Linked DNA regions of Zea mays: region 2 is linked to region 1. A link is a contact called in public Hi-C data. All regions are on one chromosome and are shown on one strand. Each heading gives the region's core, a stretch centred on a gene start, on an enhancer-like site or on the middle of the called end of the contact. The rest is flanking DNA. Distances are from core to core; before and after follow the strand shown.

Evidence for each region. Hi-C and Micro-C count contacts between places; a contact is called where the count stands out from the background.
Region 2: a Hi-C map of ear shows a contact between it and region 1, with 2.3 times the contacts expected there. The contact joins the promoter of LOC103633112 here to the promoter of LOC100280079 in region 1. A contact is called at or near these places in 2 of 25 Hi-C or Micro-C datasets (ear and tassel).

The regions. Positions count from the first base shown.
Region 1 is chr7:150,455,943-150,461,652 of Zm-B73-REFERENCE-NAM-5.0, reverse strand. LOC100280079 (Folate synthesis bifunctional protein) reads right to left here and starts at 3,275. Exons shown (of 3, transcript NM_001153018.1): 1 at 2,823-3,275; 2 at 2,102-2,248; 3 at 321-2,006. The coding sequence starts at 2,162. The coding sequence ends at 487.
Region 2 is chr7:150,670,054-150,675,763 of Zm-B73-REFERENCE-NAM-5.0, reverse strand. It overlaps LOC103633112, which reads left to right and starts at 2,753. Exons shown (of 7, transcript XM_020541208.1): 1 at 2,753-3,350; 2 at 4,620-5,364; 3 at 5,518-5,658. The coding sequence starts at 2,983.

The DNA.
Region 1 (5,710 bases), core at 2,026-4,525:
AGCTAATAGTTTAGTTATTAGCTATTTTTAGTAAATTAGCTACTAATTAGCTAACTATTTGTTAGCTAGCTAATTCTACTAGTATATTTTTAGCTAACTAATTATTAGCTCTAGTGCATTCAAACACCCCCATAAATTGCAAAATACAGATTTGACAATTTAGGCCCTTCATTTTATTCACTTTGTCCCTAAATTGCAAAATACAGATTTGACAATTTAGGAACTAAAATTAAATAAAATAAAGGGACTAAAAATTAGTCCCTAGAAACCAAACACCCACTAAATAGGCAAAAAATAAGTTCAGCAAAATCATCTGAATAGGACCAATGCAACTTGAGTCGCAGCTTCTTGACTTTATTCCTTGGTGACACAAGAAAAAGCATTATCTCTGGTTCATTACAACAACGATACTTCACAAATCACATTTTTCGACATCACCTTTTTCTTGTATAAAACTGGAGCGTGGTATCAGTTTGATCAGATAGTTCAGTTTCTGCAACTTCCCTTACGCTTACGCAATGCATCACAAACCTTTGCAGCGTCTACACCATATCCAGCATTATGGATTCTTACAATGTTAGCACCATTCAAAATCCCAGCTGTCACGGCTGCAACAGTAGCAACATCTCTCTCAACTGGATTGGCACGATTGCATATTTCACCCAAAAAGCTTTTCCTTGAAGGTCCCAGTAATATTGGCACATGTGAAGCACCTATACTCATTTTACCCATCTCCCTCCTAATGGATTCCAATCCCATAATTACTTCAAGGTTATGTCCAGATTTCTTGGAGAAGCCAATGCCAGGATCAAGAACCAGCCTCCACAATGGAATCCCAGATAACTCTGCTTCTCTCACCTGTGTGTATAGCTCCAAAGCAACTTCCTTGCAGACATTATCATAGTGTACATTTTGTTCGCTTTGCATAGTTGACGGATCTCCCCTCATGTGCATTGCAACATATGGAACTCCCAGTTCAGCTGCCACTTTAAGAATTCTTGGATCAAGCTGTCCACTGGATACATCGTTGATCATGTGAGCTCCTCTTTTCACAGCTTCACTGGCAACTTCTGCATAGAATGTATCCACTGAGAGTAACTTGCCCTCCATCTCAGGGATTTTTGTAATCTCATCCAGAACAGGAACCAACCTCTCAAGCTCCTCATTTGGAGATAATCTTTTTGCAAAGGGCCTGGTAGATTGAGCACCAATATCAATGATATCTGCACCTTCTGAGATTAATGACTTAGCCTGAGAAATGGCAGCTCCCACTTCTAGAAACTTACCTCCATCACTAAAGCTGTCTGGTGTCAAATTAAGGACCCCCATGACAAGAGTCCTCTCACACCAATCCAACAAACGATCCCCAACAGGTAATACCCTTTTAATGCTTTCTGTTCCAATTATAGATTCACCCCCAAGGTTATTCCATAACTCAAAGAAACCTCCACTACACTTTGAGAGAGAGTGCCAACTTGTTTCGATACCGTTGTCACTAGATGCACCTAGAAGGTCAACAAGAGGTGCTAAAACAAATGACCTCTCATGGATGCGCTCATGTGGCACAATTAGAGTCTCACTATGGATCTGGGAGTTACCATAAAGAAGTATGTCTAGATCGATAGGTCTTGGGCCGTACCTTATTCCGCCAGTGCGGCCAATATCCTTCTCAATTTCCTTTAGCAGTTTAAGAAGCTCATGTGGCCTGAGCCTAGTTGTGCCCCGAATGGCAGAGTTAAGAAACCGCGGCTGATCAGTCAAATAAGCAGGGGCGGTCTCATAGAGACAGGCATGCCTAGTGATGTTCACGTCTGAGCTTTTCATCAGCTGCAATGCCCTGTTGAATGTACTGACTCTATCGCCTACATTGCTTCCCATAGCAATCACAATCTCTTGGTCAACTGAACGGCTCTCAAGTGAGCAATGAGTAAAGAAACGGGTCTTGAATGGAACAACATGTCTGGAAGCTCTGTTCAAGGATCTTGGAGGATGAGTAAGATCAGACACTGTCAAAAAAATAGGAAGGGGTGAGTTAGACATTAGAGGCTTAGTTGTTTTTAATTGCATGTTAGTGGATTTAAATTGAAAGCTAGAATTGTACCAAAGTAGTTCTTAGCAACTGAATGCATCTTCCTAACTGAATCCTTAGCATGCAGGAGCATGGTTGAGCGTATGAGAAATAAGAAAGCAACCGCTTGATACCAATTGTAGTCTTAGAATCTTTCACATGAGCTTTAATCCTTCACATCTGGTAACAGGCAAAACACAGACAAATGTGAGGCTGAACAAGCATAACCAAAAGCTAAAACTTGGTTACCAAAGTTCCAATCATGCACCCAAAAGAGAGTCTGACAGATGAAAAAAATCTGCAGCAATGGAGACATATAGCTTTGAAGTTTGATGTTGGAACAAGCAAGAGGTTTTTTTTCCCTAATGATAGCTGATGAGATATACCAGAAGAAATTAATGAACGAAAATACAGAAGTTCTCTAGCAAACCTCCCCAAACAAAAAGGTGCTACAAGCTTATGCAAGACAGCAAGAGAGCTTGTCAGCTCAAGTGTTTTGCTGTGGGATCCTTTTGCTGCTTGAAACTGCTGGGGAAACATGAAATTGGTCCACTGCCATTGTGACTAACTATCAGTCCAACGAGGCAATACAAGTGATCAAATAGCTCTCTCGCAAATCAGGAAGCTCTTCCTAGCGGCGGAGGACGCGCCAAAATCAAGGTGTTGCTAACGTAGTGACGAAAGAAAAAAAAAATCACAACACAGTCTAAAATAATTCATAGCTACAAACTAAGCGATGAATATAGAAAAGTACCTTATTCAAAAGCATGCTTATCTGAAGCGCCGCCTTAGCGTCGCTTAGGCGCTAAGGCGCCTGTGGAACCTGAGGCATCTAACGCGCCTTGCCATGGAGCGTAAAGCGCCCGCTGCGGCGCAGGGCGTCCGCGAGGCGTCGACGGGGCTTCGTTGAGCCGTCGTCGGGGCGATGCCTTGGGGAGTTAGAGCGGCGGCATTGGCTGGGAAACAGAGGAGAGCTGGAGCAGTGACGGCGGCGCGTAGGGCACCCGTAGCGGTGGCGTGTAGGGCCACGCAGCGGCGGCGTGCAGGGTGCCCGCAGTGGCGGCACGCAGGGGAGAGGGAGAGAGAAGAGCTGCGGCTCGGAGGAGAGAGGAGAGCGGTGTGGAGAGCGACGGCGACGGCTGAGAGGAGAGTAGGAGACTAGGAGAGCGGCTGAAAGCCTAGGAGAGAGAGGAGAGGCAGCTGGTTAGGTTAATCTTAGCGTGTTGGGGACTTGGGCGGTACGTGGGCTTTTTTGTTTTTCTTTTTTTTTTCCTGTTTCCCTCTTGTGCTAGGCTAAAATGGATCCATTTAGTGCGCCTACGGATGATTCACTTTTGGCTGCCACGAATGCGTCACTAGGTAGGAGGAGTGGACGACCATCCGCCACCTCCATGTCACATCACTGATGACTCCTTCATGGGACGTGTGTGCAGCAGATGCAGAATCACAAACATGCGATAGCAACAACTCTGATATATATCAAGGAATCTGCTTATTGCTTCTACGAAATTGGAACGGGTTGTGCTCTCACCTTTGTGGAAGGACCTGCCCAGAGCCGCCTAGTCGTGGGCGGACGCGGGTTGGCGGAGGCCGGAGGCGGACGGGGGCACAGTGCGACGGCCGACGGAGGACAGAGGCGCTCGAGGGAGGCGCCGGGCGCGCGGACTGGGACTGGGAGGCTCGGTGGCGGCTTGGTGGATGGCGAGCGGTAGGTTAGGGATTAGTTTTTTTTTTCCACTGATGATATTTTTTGGGCTGGGCCAAGTATTGCTTTGAGCCTTCCACCCAATGGCCCAAGATTAGCTAGTACTTCTAGAGTCCTAGACAAAGAAAAAAATAATTGTCACAGATTGTATACACATGCTGCCTACGAAGTCCGTCGTTCATTCTAAATTCCTGATTAAAATTTTGTGTGACACATTGTAAGAGCATCTCCAACAGATTTCAATAACTTTAATCTTGAACCTTAATTTAGAGAAAAAAACAATCATCCAACGGAGCTCTATTGACGCTTCCTATTCTTCTACATGTGCCAAAAAAAAAAACAATCAAAGCTCGGCTGGGTTCGACTGACTGTTTGAGTGAGCAAAAAAGTAGGCTCGGCTAAGACTCATTCAGGTTCACGAGCCTCTCCGAGTCGAGCCGACTCACAAGTCTCGAACTTTTTTTCTAGGCTGGCAAAAAAGATAAATAGGCACTATTGACGTATAAGGCTTAGAAGGTAGACTGCTCATCCGATTGTCCTGTTGCCACGATCTTGGCCCCCCGATCGCCGACATAGAGAGATGGACTGTTATCTATGTGGGCAGCGAGATAGTGCAAGGGAGGTCGGCCGGTCGGGCTGAGGGTTCGTACCTCGACGACCTTGAGCCAGAAGGAAAAACATGGACAACTGTGCTAAGCCTGCTGAGTGAGCACTTGGACAACCATTTACAATTCATGTAGGCAGTATCTCTGATCCTTATCCTAAGAAAAATATCTACTCCTTTCCATCTGTTCTTCATTGCCAAAACCACCAAAGGTGCCCAGAACCAATACTTCATCTCATAGCGCATACGAAACACTCCTGCATTAAATTAGGATGCTTGTATTAGAGTTCTAAGCATGAAAACAAGAAATATAGCAATAACTGAGGTGTGCTTGGAACTTACTTAGCTGTCTTATTTATATATATTTGCACATGTTCGTGCCATGGAAAGCTCTGCTTTGCTGTGTGCATGCTGTTCCTAGCGTTTTTTGTTGTTGCCACCTGCCATGTTTTTTGTTATCATCTCAAAATTCAGGTGGATTAGTTCGGATTCAGCCCTTGGTGCTCCCTTATGCTTTATGTGGAGTTCTTATAGTATATGAATAGGCTGCTTACCTGGTATGCCGCGTGTTTTGCCTGCTCGATATTTTTGCCTATGCTTTTGTTAAAGTTTATTGGTTACCTTTGCACGTATTGTATACATACATGTACCATTTTATACTCACATTCCTGTATTTATTATTTGCAGCTTCTACAGATCTAGAGTTGGAACACTACACATCATATGCTTAAGCTGGATGGACAGTTCGCTTAGCTTTTGTGGATTGAAGTGGACCTGTAGGTTGCTAAACTCTATGTACATAACTATGTGAATTGCATCAACCAAGCTATGTTTAGCAATACCATGTATATATCTCCTGTTGTTGTGTGTCCCAACATGCGGCACATAACATAGACTTGACTTAGACCATATCACCTTATTTTGGATCAGCTTCATGTTGTGATAGGTCTGATTATTATACTGTGTTACACATCTATGCATGGTAACTTGCTGAAACAGAAACTAGCTGCAACTTCAATGTAAATTATGACCACCCCCTGTGTCTGGTCTGATCGTTGCTTTGTTGCTCTATCTGTCTCGCACTCTACCTTTCAAAAATTGTGCTAAATAGTTTATTAAATCCTTAGAACTTTGTTTTTTTTTCCTTTGTGCTGGATAGAGCGCCCTCTAATCTATTTTTCTTATATTCACACACAAAGACTATATGGATCAACTATCAGCTAATAATAAGATGTTTATACCTCTCAGTAAATAAGGCTGTAGTGGTAACTTAGCTCAAAACATATTGTTTTATATTTGAAGAAACTAACTTTTATCAAAACCCAGTCCCATA
Region 2 (5,710 bases), core at 1,504-4,003, 210 kb before region 1:
AGCCGTCTTCCTCGATCGATCTCCTTTGCTGTTGTCCCATTTATTTGTGTCGCCCGCTAATTTCGGCGTCAGGGTGTCAACTCAGTTCTACTACATACGGTCGTAAAATATTAAATTATTTCTCAAAAAAGTCTACTAGCTAGACTGCTAGAGTGCAAATACATTTTATTTATGGTGAGAAAAAACATAAAGCATTAAGCACCTGGTATATTATTTGCTACCAGCTGACACAGGTTAAACAGATTAAATGCTAGTTTTTTGTTTGTTTGTTTGTTTATTAACCAGCAGAATTTCTCTGTCTTCCATGCATGCAGATTTAAGTAATAGTCAACCTAGGTTTGATGCATGCATGTCTTCACTAAGCTGGTGGTTGACTTATTAGATATCAAGTCTTATCCCTGTCATTCCAATGCATATGTATCACATTCACAGGCATGGGTGTCTAGATACCTATACCATGCATGATGAAATGAAATGTCACATATGTGTGTACAATACACGGTGTCGTTGATGTATCTTGGTACATAGCTTTTAGTAGTCCAAGGCGATATGGATGTGATTTGGACTTGAATTGGTCGAGGGGATGTGCATGCTGCAACACCATACAAGGATGTCAAAGGGCAGCATGCAGACGATGTGCTCTGAAAGCGACTACGGATGCTGCAGTCAGTACGTGTGTGGGCTTGAATTCTGCGGCCGGCAAAGGAGAAATACTTTCCAAACATCTGACCGACCTTATTCACTGCTACCATCTATCCAAGATTAGTCTTTACGCACACTCATCGCGCTCGGCAATAACACCACAACGTATATATACGAGGCAAACACGGCCGGCCGGCAACCAAAATATCGTGTAGGCAGATGAACAATGCATGTATTGCATGCCAACAAAAGTTTGACTAGTAATTAAATGTGTGGTCGCCGATGCATGCTAGAAAGATGTACTATGTGTTTAATCACCTGGCTTTTTATGTGTGCATGAGGTGACATTCTGAAAATAGTCAATCAATAAATAATGAAATTCTTAATCCTTTGTTATCTAAAAATGACACGAAATGATTTAGAGGATGTGCTACTCAGTGGACCGGTTTGGTGGTGCACCAGACTGAGTGCGCAAAGAGGGATGCAACTGGTTTTCAACAGAAGAGAGCGTCGGACCGGTCCGGTGTACAAGGACCCAGTCTGGTGCGGCATCAGACCGAAGTTGTAGAGAGGTTGTATTTCGGGCAATTTAGAGTTGGATTGTTGAACCGGTTCGGTGGCACACTTGACCGTCTAACAAGATTCAACGATCGACTGTTCTCAAACGATTATATCGACGTGGCAGGGTCCGGAGGTCATCGCAGACTTTCACTGTTCATGGTCCGGTGTCCCTAACAGCTCAGAATGGTCACTGCTCCAGACATTGCCAGACGATCCGGTGATGCACCATATCGATACTGTGCATGGTCCAGTGTACACGCAGAAACTACTTTTGAACCCCTCTTTTTACGACAGCCTGCACATTGAAGTTACAAGAGCTACACCAAACAACCATACATAATGCAAGTGCAACACTTTATACGCATTCAAAGCCATACAAGTGTTGCATCCGATCGATTCGAGTTTGAGAAACTTAGCGACTTGTGCATTTGAGTGTTGCAAGTTCTTGTGCTCTTAATTTGGTTTTCATTCTCGCTCTTACCCCCATTCTCACAAGTTGTAAAGCTAAGCAAGAGACTTTGTTTCTTTGTGTGGAGGTCCTTGCGAGACTTGGTGTCCCCGGGAAGAGAAGAAAACTCAATCGATCTCCGTGACTATTTGGGAGAGGGAAATGGTTGAAAGAGACACATCCTAAGTGGAGTCTTCAACGGAGAGTAGGTTCTTTGGAACCGAACCTCGGGAAACAAATCACCGTTGCGCTTGATCATTTACTTGCGATTTGCTTCTTCCTCTCCCATCTCTCTTATTCTCTTGCTTGTGATTGATCCCATATCAATTTGAGTTGCAACCAAGTAATTCTGTAATCATTAGTGCAACTCTAAGCAAGAAGAGAACACATCTCCCTCGCCTTGATTGATCCTATTCTTGTTCTAACGCTGACCCAGGGTTGAAGTTTGTATTTAAAGTTGTTAATTTAGATTTCGCTTATTCACCCCTTAATAGGTGACTTTCAATTGGTATCGGAGCCCGACACTTCATTTAAAAGTGTAACCACTCGAAATGATGTCGAGAGAAGTCGCCAAGAACGAGAAGACCCACTCGAGAGAGAAGCGTGAAGAGAAGATGCCGTCGGAAAGTATCAATGTGTCTTCGGGGAAGAAGTACAAAGAGCGAAAAGATGAATTTGCCGGCTCGTTCAAGACGCACAAGAAGAATGACGACAAGAAGAAGCGGATGAAGAATGGCGGTCTACTACAAAACCAATTCTTCATCACCTTCAATATCCGGCGCCGAATCGATATAGCAGCAGCTATGGCTAGACCCTTTTTAAACAACTATAGCAGATAATAGCAGCAGCTATATCTTGATATCTATAATTATTTCGGGGGCCATGGAAGATTAGCGACAAGGTAATAGCACTAGTGACAAAAGCAGGGTGTGTGACACACGCGCTTACTGCCGAACGCCAAAGCCCCCCTGGCCGAAAAGGATAGAGATGTCCAAAGCCATATAGACAGGGACAGCTGCTATACTGCTATAGGGTAGGCCAGGCCGGTGACGTCACCACGGCATAGCTATCCATTCCTCCTTTAAAAAGCTAGTAGTCCCACACAAGCTGCACTGCGATGTGGTCCTCTCCTCCTATCACCTGACCTCCACACACACACAGCACAGGCACGCGCAAGCAAAAATTCATTCATATATGCACGCTCGTTCGTTGTCGATCTCCCCCATCACTGCACGGCGCGGCGCAACAAGAGCGAGGGATTGGAGCTCAGCTAGTCGTCTAATCAGCTAGTAGGTACGTGTAGCTAGGCTGCGCTGCACCAGCTGCCGTGCATGCAGTGCATGGCGCAGGAGGGCTCTGAGGCCTCCGTCGCCAGCTCCCCGCCGCCCCAGACGCCGCCGTCGGCCTCCTCCTGGTGGCGCGACATGCAGCACCCGGCTGCCTACGGCGCGTGGCCGCCGTCCCCCGCGGCGAGGTGGCCGCCCCCGGTATCGATGGCGCCGGCAGCGACGACGCAGCAGCAGCAGCAGCATGGCGGACGGGCGACGACGTCCTCCGACGGTCTCTCGGCCTCCAACGCCACCGTGGCGTCCTTCACCAACCACTCCGGGCTCAGCCTGGACTCCGCGGGTGGAGCTGAGGCCGCCGCCGCTGCCGCCGCCGCCGCCGAGAGCCACCTCTGGAACCAAGTCCTCATCATGTGAGTACGACAAGACACACGCAGCACGAACGTATCTCCGTGCGCACATGCATGCATGCCTACATGTCTCTGATCCATCCATGAACACAATCAAATAAATTAAAATACTCCAGATTTGCATGCATATTCATTCGATTCGGAGCCGGCCGGCCGGGCGGGTGATGATGAAATGAATGAATGCAAATAATAAGAGGGGGCCGGGCATGCGTCCACTACCCTTTGTCCTCCGATATGATCGATCGAGTGCCTTCCAAAGCGGCCTCGCTTTGCCTGCTAGCTAGTAGTAGATATTCTAGCATCTAATAAGTTTCCTTTACCTGCTAGTAGCTAGTGGCGCCGATCGATTTCCGGCAGGTTAATCTTTTTATTTGCTTCTTAATTAATTATTAGAACAAGAACATGTGCTGCTAGCTGCAAAGTTAACTAGCCTCTACTATATACTGTATGTCTGCGGCAAAGGAACCAATTCCAGGGGCAAAGCACACGAACGAAACGAGCTAGATGATGAGGAACCAAAGCAGAAGCAGGCAAAGGGAGATAAAGAACTAAAGGGGCTTTAATTTCCGATCGATCGATTTCCAAAATACAGCGGGACGACGGGAAAGGAGAGCTAGCTAGTAGAGCCTAGAGGTTCTTTGTCTAGGTCTAGGCTCTAGCTAGCTAGGTTCATGCATGTTGCGAAAGTGTGTCAGCATATAATAACATGTAGCTGTGAGAAGTACTAGTGAGATTGCTTGCTTGAGATGAAATTAAAAAAACATGTTATTGTTGCTACCTAGGGTTGGGTAGAGACAGAACCTATAGCTAGTAGCTAGCAAGATGTATAACAATGTCAAAACCAAACTACTACTTAGCTAGCTAGTTAGCCACTGATCACCAAAAAAGTGGAACCATATCAAGCAGCATCCATGCCCCCCCTTGTCACCACTACTTAATTATTAATCCATTTCCCAAAGTCTTTTTGCCTGGTTCCATTCTCATTTCTCACACATGCATACTTATGCACCTCATCATTTCGAGGAAAGTTTTGCCCTCTGCTACTAGTAAGTACTTTGGTGGATTGCTCAATGATAGGTCACTGCTAATTAACTAGTCCTAATAATTAATAACAATAAAATCAATGGTTTCATGCATAGCATACGCACGACACTTTCCGGCATTTCGGAGGTGCATGCATGCAATCGTTTCGATCAGCACCAGTTCGTTCGGCTGCTTCAATTCTTTCTCTCCCCCCCCCCCCCCCCCCCCCCCCCCCCCCAACTCGATCAGGGGCGCCGGCGGCGAGGTTGGAAGGAGCATGCAGGCCGTGCACGACGCCCACGACGACAGCGAGAACTTCCTCGACCTGCTCAACTCGAGGGCGCTGGCGCCGGAGCTCTTCGCCGAGCCGCCGGCCTGCGACTACCTCAAGAAGATGGAGTACGGCGGCGGCAGCGGCGGCTGGCCGGACCACAACTTCACGACATCCGCCCTGGAGAAGCACCTGGGCTCCGGCTACGGCGCGCCGGAGCGGCTCACGGCGAACCTGTCCGACCTTGTCAGCAACTGGTCCATCGCGCCGCCGAGCCCGTGTCTCGGCGACGCGCGCCACCACCGCGTCGCAGTCGCAGGGGCAGGGGCATGCGATAACAACAACGCCGCGGTGGCCGCCTTGGGGCTCGGCGGCAAGGCCGCCGCCGGCCTGTTCCTGGACTCCGGCGGCGTCGGCGTCTGCAACAGCAAGCACGAGATAGGCGGCCACGGCGCGATGCTGGAGGAAGCGGCGGCGGCGTCCGGGGGCAGCGGCCAGGAGTTGCTCCGGCCCGCGGGGTACAGCTCCATGCTCGGGCTCAGCAGCAGCAGCAGGATGTATATGGACGTGCCGTGGGGCAACAATGCCAGCAGGAGCCTTTCCGACCTGATATCTTTCGGCGGAACACCTCTGGGAAAACCAGAGCAACCGACGCCGGCGGCCACGTCAACGAAGGCGCAGGCGGCGGAGTACAAGAAGCAAGGGCGGGAAATCTCTTCGCCAGTAAGACAATTGAACCAACCGTCGATCGACGACGACGGATGCAAACTATATATCTATGGTTTCTTACAGTATATAAGTTCAACGTAATGGCTAATAATAAGCGGCCGGCCGGCGGCCAGAGGAACCCGCTGATGGATCTTAGCGTTTGTTCAGCCGAAGACGAGTAGCGAAGGTGGCAGCAAGGGAAGCTCGGACGGGAAGAAGAAGAAGAGATCAGACGGGCGGCAAGGCTCGGAGGCGAACGCCAAGAAGTCCAAGAATGAGGCGTCCTCACCCACGTCGTCATCTCTCAAGGTATACAGAGACAGACAGGCATGCAGGTTTTTCTTCTCCTTTTTAGTTTACA